Regions from separate parts of the Gasterosteus aculeatus genome. Here region 2 is linked to region 1. A link is a contact called in public Hi-C data. All regions are on one chromosome and are shown on one strand. Each heading gives the region's core, a stretch centred on a gene start, on an enhancer-like site or on the middle of the called end of the contact. The rest is flanking DNA. Distances are from core to core; before and after follow the strand shown. Region 1 holds the start of hscb (HscB mitochondrial iron-sulfur cluster cochaperone). Region 2 holds the start of rtn4r (reticulon 4 receptor).

Evidence for each region. A called contact is a pair of places that touch in the nucleus more often than the background predicts.
Region 2: a contact with region 1 is called in a Hi-C map of skeletal muscle, with 3 times the contacts expected there. The contact joins the promoter of rtn4r here to the promoter of hscb in region 1. A contact is called at or near these places in 2 of 6 Hi-C or Micro-C datasets (both in skeletal muscle).

Annotation. Positions count from the first base shown.
Region 1 is chr13:19,657,787-19,663,848 of fGasAcu3.hap1.1, forward strand. hscb (HscB mitochondrial iron-sulfur cluster cochaperone) reads left to right here and starts at 3,709. Exons shown (of 6, transcript XM_078087526.1): 1 at 3,709-4,315; 2 at 4,419-4,515. The coding sequence starts at 3,951. lrrc8ab (leucine rich repeat containing 8 VRAC subunit Ab) reads right to left here and starts at 3,707. Exons shown (of 5, transcript XR_005713887.2): 1 at 3,569-3,707; 2 at 2,825-2,990; 3 at 1-1,415.
Region 2 is chr13:19,828,654-19,834,449 of fGasAcu3.hap1.1, forward strand. It overlaps rtn4r (reticulon 4 receptor), which reads right to left and starts at 4,323. Exons shown (of 2, transcript XM_040196281.2): 1 at 3,741-4,323. The coding sequence starts at 3,762.

The DNA of each region.
Region 1 (6,062 bases), core at 2,459-4,958:
CTTCGATTTTGGCCGGCGTGTGGTAAAGCCACATCTCCCGCAGGTTGACCAGCTGGGCGATGATCGGCGGGATGGTGATGTCGGGGATGAGCTCCAGCTTCAGAACCTCCAGCTCCATCAGGTCGAACACGGTGTCGGGAATGCCGCTCAGCATGAAAAGGTGCAGCTCCAGCTTCTCCTGAGAGTTCTTGGTAATCCTCTGCCGGAGCTTGTCCAGCGTCCACTCGTTGTTGAGGTTGAGCTGCCGCAGCTTGTTCTCGCTCACCTCCGAGAGGAACACGGCGAAGCGCTTGGAGTACAGCGGGTCGTACTGGTCGATCATGTGCATCATGAACGCAAAGTCGTTCTTCACGTCGGGGATGTCGCTGTAGCTGCTCTCCTCCCGGATCGACTCGAACGAGTACTTCTTCAGCGAGCGCCGCAGCATCCAGCACAGCGTGTACATGCAGATCAAACCGTACACCACCACCAAGCTGATGTAGAAGCAGGCCAGGATCTTAAAAAGGGTGGCGAGCGGGTGAGCGCAGCGGTACACGCTGTAACCCGTCAGGCTCTCTATATCCACCGAGCAGTCAACACTGAATTTAATATCATGCACGTAATACCCTGTGTAGCAGATGATAAAGATGAATTTGATGACTTTGATAATAGTCTGACGTATGTACAGCCTGTACACGATGTCCCCTTCTTCGACGTGTATCCGGAACTTTTTGACCTTTTCAAACAGGGCCTTCGCCTGCTCCCCCTCTTTCTTGTCCAGGACGCCCGTTTCCGTCCGATCCACGATGCCCTGCTCGAAGCGCGTCTTTGTCCTCTGCAGCATGGGGACGCTCGCCTCGACGTCCTCGCTGACGACGGACGCCTTGTGGTCCATCGAGCCGTTCATTTTCATCGGCTTCGGGTCGCTCTCTTCGACCACCGTCTCCGACAGCGCCCGCGTCGTCCACGGGGAGTCGAAGCATTTCAGCAGGATGGACACAAAGTGCTCTAGTTTGGAACTAGTCCGCGGGAACTTGAACCAAAAGTTGCTGCAAGCGAGGAAAATGAGGGTGTGAAGTAACACTAGGTACGGGAAATACTTGGCGAACCAGTGCAACCTATTCTCATAGCACACAGCGTCCACATAGTTGTACTGGTGGCGGTCCAGATCATACTGGATCCCCTTGGGCTGCATGTACAACGGATTTATGAGGGTGGAATTGACGTTCTTCCTGCAGGTGTTGTTGACCACCCATTTGCACGGCAGGCAGATCATCTTGTCCTGGGTGACCTGCAGCGTGCCGCCGAACACGGAGATCATGAGCATAACGATGGAGATGTAGTCGGTGAACACGTCCCACCATGGTTTCAGGATTCGGTACGCCGGCTGCGTGTCCACAAAGTACCGCAGCTCAGTGATGGGGATCATGGTTTATCTGTGAGGGGGGGAAAGAAATCACACAACGTCGTGTTCGTAATGGAGCACAGTGATGTCCTAAGTTATATGGAACTTGTTAAAGCTTAAAGACAAATATTGCTTTTTTTTCCCCAATTAGAAAAACACAAATAACTCACTTCGCCTTTGCCTCTGATCCCTGAACAGCCTTCACATAATCCACAACCGAATACCCAGCCCCAAATATCACTAGTACACTGCTCACAAAAAAAGGTCAAAAACAAGAAGATTTTAGTAGATTTTAGTAGAATTGCAGATAAGAGTAATACAATAGATGCACGCTTCCTGTGACAAAGAACCGCCTGATTGACTTTTCTGTGTGATCTATCGTGTTATTGATTCAACTGTTGTTACACAGGCGTGATTAATCTTGTTTTGAGAAAGGGTTCCAACTGGACCCAGCATTTCAAATGTTAAGGGCCCAAATGGATGAGAAAGAAAGCACGTCCATTCAATCCCTTTCAGAATTAATAAATCCCTTTTATTGTCTGATGCGTTGTTACTGGTGCCGATGCTGAGTCAGTGTCATCGACGGATGTTTATAATTATATTTCCGTTTGATCATTTCATACGTTAACAAATTAGAGTTTATGTTTGAAAAAATACAAAATGTAACAAAGGATTTGTTGCCCGATACTAATTAGGAGAAAGTCTTCAGGCTCACATCTACACATGGCAAACGGCTACCGAGTACCACTTAAAACCGCACAAAACACATTTGAAAATAGCTCTACTTACGAATCCGAAAACGTTGAGCAAAACAAGCCTACATAAGCAGCGGAGAGCGATCCAGGACTACTCCTCTGCTGCTGCACAGATAAAGCACTGGAAATCAACACTCAGCCAGTGTGTGTGTGTGACACACCCATGTGAGCTCGAGAAGCCACTCTTCTAACGATGATGTTTCGTTCTGGCTCGTTTAACCCAAACAACATGACCGCCAGAGGAGCCACCTCGCTCCCCTGCTCTCTATTCTTAGCCGTTTCCGTTAATAATACCCAGCGTATTGTCTGTGGGAGCCTTGAGAAGCACCTCCCTCGGCCTTCAGGACCAGATCCTGTTTACCTTGTAGAAACTGCTGTCTCCGACCAGTGTCTCTCTCTGGAATACACTACCGTCACCTTTTGCACCTCCGCCCCCAAAACCCCCCCACCACCTACAAACACGCAACATGAGTCAGGACTTGGCATTCACTGGAGCTCGTCCTTTTGACAGGAAACTGTAGAGACAAGGACTGAAGACGCCCAGTCTGATCTTTTGAACCAAATAGGCATATTTACACTGGCCCCAGATCAGAGGAACTTGTGCAACTGTTCAATGGGATGCAGCCCGGTGAGGGCAGATGATGTGGCAGCACAACACGGCACATTCAGTCAATGAAATACTTACCAGGGTTTGCAGGTGTTATCTGGGTTCCAGCGCTCGGTGAAGACCCTGGTGGACAAGCCACTCTGCGTGTGACCAAAACTCCTCATCGACCATCGCCTTGGTCGTCGCAATAGGGTTAGTTAATGAGGTCCCAGCTGATCGCCGACACGCTTGGGAGGGACATCTTCTGCAACAAAAAGCGTTAAAGCTCGCATGCGTATATTTTAATTTAAAAAGTTATGTCCCAACAACACTATTTGGCAATAAAAGGGCTGTGGCTTTACGGGCTACTGCTCCTCACACAAGGTGATTTAATACATCGAGCCAGACTTGATCGTGTCGTCAGATTCACGAAACGTTGGGAAAGTAGCCGGCTAGTTTGGATGGAGGCTCCGCGGACCAGTCCCAGCTGGTTGCGTTAGCATGGAATGTCTTTGTCAGCCGGCTAGCTCCGTTAGCTGAGCAAGCACTTCTCAGCGGAAAGTTAAGGCGGAGTGTTTTATTCATATTAATGCCATTAAGTGACCTCAAATGGTATTTTAAAGGAAGCCACTTGGTGGCTGACAACGAGCCAACAAGAGATATCACTTTTTTTCTGAAATAACACGTTAGCAAACTAAGCTAGGCTGAGGTTAGCCCACGAGCTAACCTGGCAACGTACTGACAATTGATTCTTTTTAAGTTTACATCCTCTCAAACGTTGTAGTGCACGTGTCAGCGATACGTTTATAGCGTGTATTAAAGACCTCGCAACGTTGAACTTACTACGTTTGCCGTGGCGCGATCAAATCCAACGCTACATTATTTGATTATCCGTTAAGTTATTGCGTTGGCTGTTTCTTGCGGCTGCGCGTGCTAGCTGTTGTTGCTCGCCGCTGTTGCTAGCCTCCTCCCCCCCCTCCCCTCCCCTCCCCGCACTCAGAGACGTTCCCCCGCTGCGCCGCCATGACGACGGGTGGCAGTGTGGCGCGAGAACACGGATACGCAGACACAGAACGCACTTCCTCCCGTTTCTGGAGGAGAAATTAACATGTTTTGACAGGAAGGACTCGCTGAGCTTTGAGTGTTCGCTGACACCATTACAGCACCGCGAGTGGTGTATTTTATATATATATATATGTATATATATATATATATTTTTTAAGAAATGTTGTCGTTGAAGACGTTGCGCACTTTGTGCTCATCGGGGGCTTTACTGCACCACGGCCGCCTCGCGACGAGGCGACAGACCGCTTATACGACTGTTACATGTCGGACGCGTTGCATGAGCAGCATCCCCGTGAAGGACACACGGCACAGCTGCCTGAAGCTCGAAGCGCGGGGGAGGGAAAGGAAGCTCATCGACTCCACGACTCCGGCCAGTTCCCACAGGAGCTTCTGCACAGGTCAAGTCCAAGTGCGCTGCTGGAAGTGCGAACAGCCGCTCGATGCAAATCCCGCCTTCTTCTGTACGTCATGCAACGTCATCCAGCCCCCGGAAGAAGATGCGTCCTACTTTAAAACGATGGATTGGTAAGTATCACTCTGTATTTATGATTTCCCCGCTGCCATCGGTGTGTAACTGTGAGCCGCGACATGACGTCACCCCCGCGTTGTGTTTGCCTGTTTTTTTCAGCGACTTCACGTTCTCGGTGGACACACAGAAGCTGCAGAGAAGATACCTGCAGCTCCAGCGGGCTCTACATCCAGACAACTTCAGCCAGAAGTCTGTGGTAGGCAGGAGATGTGGGCGGGAACCAGAATGCACATCAGTCCAGTTACATCTGTTAGTCCAGGTGTGACCCGTGACAGGGGAGTTGGACACCTTATTTGACCACGTGACATTTGGTGATGTCCTTATGAGACGCTGACAGTTAGGCCATGAAGCAGCTTAGCCTATAATTTGCAACGGGTCGTGCAAGTTCAAGGAATCGCAAATGAGATGAAAGCATTGAGATCAATATAAATAAGTACCAGGTTGGTACCTGGTTTAAACTTTGCCTTTCCTGCTATGTGAAGATGTCCACTGGGAAAAGGTCTTGGCCAAATAAATATGAAGTTCTATGAAAGAGAATAAGTAAAATAATATAATCCAAGATAGAAAGTCCTTTGCCTTCTTATACACGATTGGTGGACACAAAGGTTGCATTAGAAAAATCTGGTTTACGGTATACATTAAAACACATTGTTTTAAGAATCTAAAAGGCGTTACAAGAGAACATTTAAGTAATTTGATTGTCTAATGTGGTCCAATGCCTATGCCTTTTATATTCTACATATACTTCATTATCCTGTGCCCTGTCTAATGCCCGAAGTTGGCTGGGATAGACTCCAGCCCCCCCCGCGACCCTGTCTGCAGGATTAGCGGTTTGACGATGGATGGATGTACTTCATTATCCCTGCTGTGGGGGCAATGGTTTCCCACCCATTGGTCAGAGGAGAAAAATGACAGATATATTTGTTGCAGAATTCAGAACTTCATTTTGTTATTAATTAATCACCAAATGATATTCTTGAGTAAAAATGCTAAATTCAAAATTTAGAACATATTTTTTTGCCTCCGTGGCTTTTGCTGAGCCAGCAGTTGGCAGCTGAAGGCCACGTGTTAGAAACTATAGGAAGGGCAGTTTAAAGACACAGAGGATGTAACCACTGATTAGTGCAGCTATAAATATCTTTCACGGAAAGAAATAAGATATAGTTTATTTATAAAGTAGTAAAACCGCTGACTCTTTACCCCCTCGTGCATCATTAAAAAAGAAATTGACAGTTAGTTTGGATGACTAAGCATTATTTAGTCACCCAAGGGAGGAAGAGGAGGAGGAGTGTTGCATCGCAGGTAATTTATTTCGTGCAGCACGCAGAATGTTGTCGTTATACGGTATGAAAGCTTGACTCACATTGAGCGAGAGAGGGAAGCTAATGTAAAACGCTTTCTTCACAAACAACCTGTCCGACATTGTTCACGCTCCGTTTTATTCATCAGCACCTCTGGCCATTTATCCGTAATTAGACAACCCCCCCTCCCTCCCCCGAGCTCCTCATCGTGTAAAGAAAACTCATTACTTATACGAGGCCACAAGGCAGCCGCCTCCCGCGCCGCTTGTTGTTGCAGGAACAGATCCACACGACCTTGAGACGGGTGATTTTCACACGAGCTGACAGTCCTGAGAACTGTACTCAGGTCTGTGAATACGCGAGCGCGGCAGCACGTTGGGTTTCCCGACGCGTGACTATGGAGCGCGCGCTGTCGGAAGCGACCATAACGTCTCTCTCTTTC
Region 2 (5,796 bases), core at 3,073-5,572, 170 kb after region 1:
ATGGACCTGCCCGTCTGCTATCGTCCAGCTCCCTCCTACGAGAGCTGACATTTTAATCCTCACATTGTTTACTGCATACCCAAAGACTTATCATGTGTGTCGGTTGATAAGTTATGCTAACCTTCCGCCTAACACCGCGATCAATTTCCATGTACCCCGTGCCGGCGTCGGAGATCGGGCAGCCACTTTATCTAACTGAGTGGCACTGCATCCTGCGAGAAGAGGAGCGGCGCCCGGCCCGACTTACAGCGCTGACAGCGCCTCCATTCATGTGCCTAATTTAAGAGCGGCTTCTGCTCTGTCTAATTAACAATTTACTAGGCCATCAGTCAGCCTCCCCATTGTGGTATAATCAGCGTCACCGGCGCTCAGGAAGCCCGCCGCGCGACGCCCCCATCTGCAACGGGATTAGGACAACGGCGCGACTCTCGTGGATGCACGGGCAGAAAAGTGGCCCCGGGCGAGGTCAAAGGTCCCCGAACTGAGAGATGTGTGCATGTGCACCGCGTCGGACAAATTAGCCAGCTCTGTTCTCTGCATGCTGGGATAGTTTATTGTTGTTATTGTTGTGTTGAAGGGAGGAATTAACAGAGGCACATTTGCTTCCGAGGCCCTCCGGGGGGCTTTTGTGTTAGCCTGTCGACATGTAGCGCCACTGTGACGCAACTGCACATTGTGTGCAGACTTCACTTCCGTTTCCTCTTAGGGTTGGGCTCACAGCCACACGGGAGCTTTTCATTTGCTCGGTCATGCATGTGCACCTTTACAGGATTATGATTCAGCGTTGTGGTGGGATTTTATAAAAAAGACAGGAATAAATCCTCCATATGGGATCAATCCACCTCGCCATCCTAAAGTTGCATAACGCTAATTCTTCCGGTCCTCCCTCTGAAGACTAGAACCGACACTTGTTATATCTGAAGAGGAGTGTAGGGGTTTTGGGGGCTAGCTTCTGCAGTTTTCGGGTCATTGTCTCTAAATATTGTGACAGTAGAATAATAACCCACAGAGAGGATTACGGACCGCTAATCTGGGGGAATAGTCTATTCCATTTCTTCTGCTTTCTGTATTATTTCGCCCCTTAGCTTCCTCTGTATAAACAAATAGAATTTTACTCGTTTATCCACTTAGTTCCTCTGTCTTGCTGATTAGCGATGAAGGGCTGGGAGGCTGGGACATCCTCGAGCGGATGGATCCAAGGATATCTGAGCCCAGCATGCCTGTGTGTATCATTGGATGTTTGTGTGAGCACTGTACAAACAAATGCAGTGCTACTTGAAGGGCGCGTCCAATTAAAAGAAGCCCCCGAAGGAGCTTGCTCATCCTGAATATAGCAGATCCCCTCTCAGATAGCCTGGTGCAGTTTGTCGCAGTGAGCATGGTATTAATACCACACAGGCAATGTTGATCAAAATATTTACATCTTCATCCTGCAATCGATAAAATGTATGAATACAATGGCTCACAGGATCATGGGTAAGGATTAACATTTATATGGCCATATAATAAACAGAAAATAAATGCCTGAAAAAAACGTTGAAGACCCTTGATTTGGACAACTCAGAATCTCTATTGGTGAGCAGAAGAATTGTAAGGTATCATCTGCTCTTCTTGGAGCTGCTCGGGTCCGTGGGTCAGGTAATGAGGCTTATTAGTCTTCATAGCTAGAAAGGTTCTAGCTCAATAGCACTCTGTTGTCCAAGACTAGTGAAAATGGAATAATTGAGACCGGGGGGAATGCCACGGTCTTCAATTTAAGGCTGAATATTAAAAGCTAAGAAAACGCCAGAAATCTCAGCATCTACCAGAGCATCAAGGAGTCAGTCATATTGATCAAGATGTATTATCATAATTGTGTGCAGAAGTAACACATTCCACAGTTGTGGTAGCAGCACTAGAAAAAAAAATTGCTCTCGCTTTGCGGCACCATCTGTTACGGATGACATTCCGACACGTGATGAAAGACAATTTGAGCTGAAGCCCGTTAGTGCAACAGACGTGGAACGCATGATAACCGCCACGCTTCCCAATATCACGTGCATCCTCCATCTTCCTTTCCTCACACATTCCCACCAATTTATCCAAGTTGGGCTTGTTACGTTCGCAACAACAACAGATGCTGCATCTTGTGGCCTATTTCACTTTAAAGCATTAGTAAGTAGTATTTGGCAATGGCCCACCACAACCAAAGCAAAAGTTTAGCTAAATGAAGACCATTCATTGTGTAAAACCCTTGAAGAGAAAGCTTTCACTTCCACCATAGTAGGTTTTATCCATTAATCTGGGCTTGATTGGCTTTTCTTGGCAGACAGGCGGCAATGGCACGATCTCACAAGCAACAGCTTTCCCTCAAAGCCATTTCATCATGTGCTGACTGGGTGGAAAAAGAGTGTAAATTAAAGTCCCTCTTCACCCTGACACTTTAAACACAACACACCGACAGGCCATATTTTCCAAGCCAAATCAGAAGCCTTGAGGAGGGATACCAATTATAATTGCAGCAGGATACAAAAAAAAGACATAGGTGTGATGCTCAATCACACCAGTTGGATGATGAAAACCTTGCCGGAGGGTTTCTGAGGGACCCAGAGCCATTCGGCGGCGGTGGTGGGGCGTGCATTTAAATTCGCATCACCCTGTGACATATCAAAGAGAATACCCGAGTAGACGTGCCTCTTTTGATTTTAAATGCAAAGTTACACCGTAGGCCCACAATAATCTGCAGCTTTCCCACCATAATCCCGCAGTTTTAGCCCAGCAATGAACGACGTGAGGACCAGGCGGGAGCGTGCACAGCGCGTTGCATAAGCAGGCCCGCGCGCGTCCTGTGCGCTGGGGTGGGGCAGGGTGGAGACGATGAGGGTTTTCCAAGTTGGACGGTGCCTACATGCACTTACGTCTCATCGAGGCGGTGCTTATCACGCATCGCACGCCACGTCAGTGTTGTTATCTCTGCACTGCGTTATTTACACAACACAAGCGCAAGGCAAGCGTGCAGGAACACACGCGCTGGCATGCCAGGTGCTCCCTCCCTCCCCCCGAGCACCGTGCCGCCCCCACCTAACGCGCGCAGCGTGCCACTGCCAAGACACGCGATTCTTAGCCATTTCCGGCGGGAATGGAGGACCATTGTTGACCTCATTAGAATACCGCAGGCTAAAGTGAGCAATTCTCTCTCTCTCTCTCTCTCTTTTTGGCGGCACCCTGGCGGCTGGACGATACCTCCAAAAAGCACCAATTACGCGCCGAGCAGCCGGCGGTGGGAGAGGTTCCGTTGGACCATCTGCGGAGTTCAACGTAACCTCGTTCCCACGGCGCGCAAGACGTGCTGGTCGGATGCCCGCGGTTCAGTTGCAATGCCATGGGCAGCATATTGACCACCACCTACACCGCACACGGAGGGAGAGGGACACGCAGGAAAATATGCTCCGAATTATGACTCAATTAAGAGCCAGAGTCAAGGTCGTTCGGAGCCGCGATAACTGACACTGCTTTTTGGTACCGAAAATAAAAGTGCTGCTGTGTAGATCGGAGGTGTTTATCAGTCATCTACCAGCTCGACCAAACCCCGGAGGAGCCAGCAGAGCAAAGTCCAATTAGGACATCTGATGTATCTTTGGCTGTCTCTGTTCCCCACGGACCAGTGACACTGCTGTTAATTTAATCATTGCGCAGTGAGAATCCTCTTTTATGCCAGAAACTTTCCAAAGACGTATTATTATTTTGTGATGCGTACTCACCGTCAGTAATAACGGTCTTCATGATTTAGTTGTGGGTGGAATCCAGACGGTGTAAATCCAAGTCCGACGGATCCCAGCGTGCGCGGAGACGCGGATATCCGCTGTTTTATTGCAATCTGTGGGCAACTGCGAATCCAGCGGACGGCGGGAGACGGACCGCCTCTGCGCCCTTCAAACTTTAGCCGTAGGTCTTCCCGAGTGGGGAGCCAAGTCTCCGGCTGCACCCGAGCTCAGTCATTTGGACGAGGGATTCAAGAAAAGATTGTCAGCAAATAAACATCCAACATTAGGATCAGTAGACTCTCGACGCACCACTCGATACCCAGCCACCCACAACCCCACACCCCCCCACACCCTCCCTCCACCCCAAAAGAAAATTGCAGGACGCGCAGACAGAGCCTCAAAGTGTTAAGTGGAGAATCAATGGCAGAGGCGAAAAATTAGTATTGGATCCATGTTTTGAAAGCGCAGCACATATCCGATCACCTGTCTGTGTATTTCCCAACGAACACGGAGAAAAGAGTTGCGGATGCGCACGGAGGGCGGCCGCACTGCTGAGCGTCAGTGCGCGTTTACCACGGGGAAGTGCTACGGGGAGGGCGGGGCAGGGAGGTGCGCTTGGTGGGAGAGGAAGAGGGAGAGAGAGAGAGAGAGGAACGTTTTATTCACCCTGCAAAAGAGATGTGTATATTACATGTATATTCTTTTTTTTTTTTTTTTTTACATTTTGGGGGTAATTGTTTTTGTGTGGGGGAAGACGCGGGAGATTTTGCGCGTGTTTTGGACTCGGCTGTGTTTTCTGCCTGGCTTCATTAAAAAGCCAACACACATAAAATGTGGTGAAAACATACGGGAGTCTACATAAGTGATGGACTTTAACGATCAAGAGTAAATCTCAGACTTAATCACTTATTCAGACGGACATTTCTTGCAGCGCAGGGCTCCTTCTCTGATGAATGTTTGATGCGCCGGGGTTGGAGGTGGTGATGGTGGTGGGTGGAGGAAGGTCACGTGAGGGGAATCTATTTGGATCGGACACGGCCAGGCACGAACATGCATACGAGAAAAGCTCCCAGAAGACCGGAGAGCCTGGCTGCTGGTTGGACCGGCGCTCCCTCCCGGTGGGACACGCGCTCCCTCCCGGGGACACGACTGGACAATTTGGCTGCCTGATGTCGTAGGCGGAGTTGTTTTCAGTTCCGCTTACAGAAGAGACAGCAAAACACTTCAGATCCTAAACCTACCTGAGCCCAAAAATCATCTTTTTTTTTAATGACATGAATAGTTTTTTCATTGCAACCTTCTAAATTGATAACGTTTGGTCATTTGAAATGTTTTCTGTATAGTAATACTATTATTGTCCAACACAGGCAGACATTCCTCTCTGCATTTATGTGGAAAGTCTACGCGCCGCATTGCAATCCGACGTCAAACCTTCCGTTTTCCCTTCATTTTGATATGAAATCGGCGGCTTTTGTAAAGTAATTTGACTATTGCGCGATTGAGAAGAGCCGAAGAGCTGTTCGCCGTCTCTCTTATCAACTCGGCAGTATGCACGGTGTGCTTGATGCCCGGGAGGAACGGATCCACAGCAGCGTAGCCTGCTGATCCATCTGTAGGCACCACGCGCCCCCTGCCGGCCTCACGGAGCACATCTTCAGCACCATGGACAGAGACAGCTCACGTCCGGAAGGTGATTCCCTGCTCACCGACAGCAAGGCATCTAAACCAGTCAATGTGCACCGGAGAACGTTTGCCACATTTACCATGAGGAAACCTGGGATATTTCCACTTCTGTCACATATATGGGAAGGTCTCCCAATTGCAATCTTGCACACTTGGAGTAGCATCTTCTCAATGATTATCTTCGGGAGCAGGTGAATTGAAAACCACAGGTGGACGGTGTAGTCCGGTGAAATACGGGTATGAGTGGCAAGCTAATCCTGAGCTTACAACTGTCCCGATGTTGAATCATACCACGGGAATATGTCGGTGAACCAGTCACATGGTATTTGCTCACAGCGGAGGCCGCCGGGGCCAGATGGCCGGTAGAGAC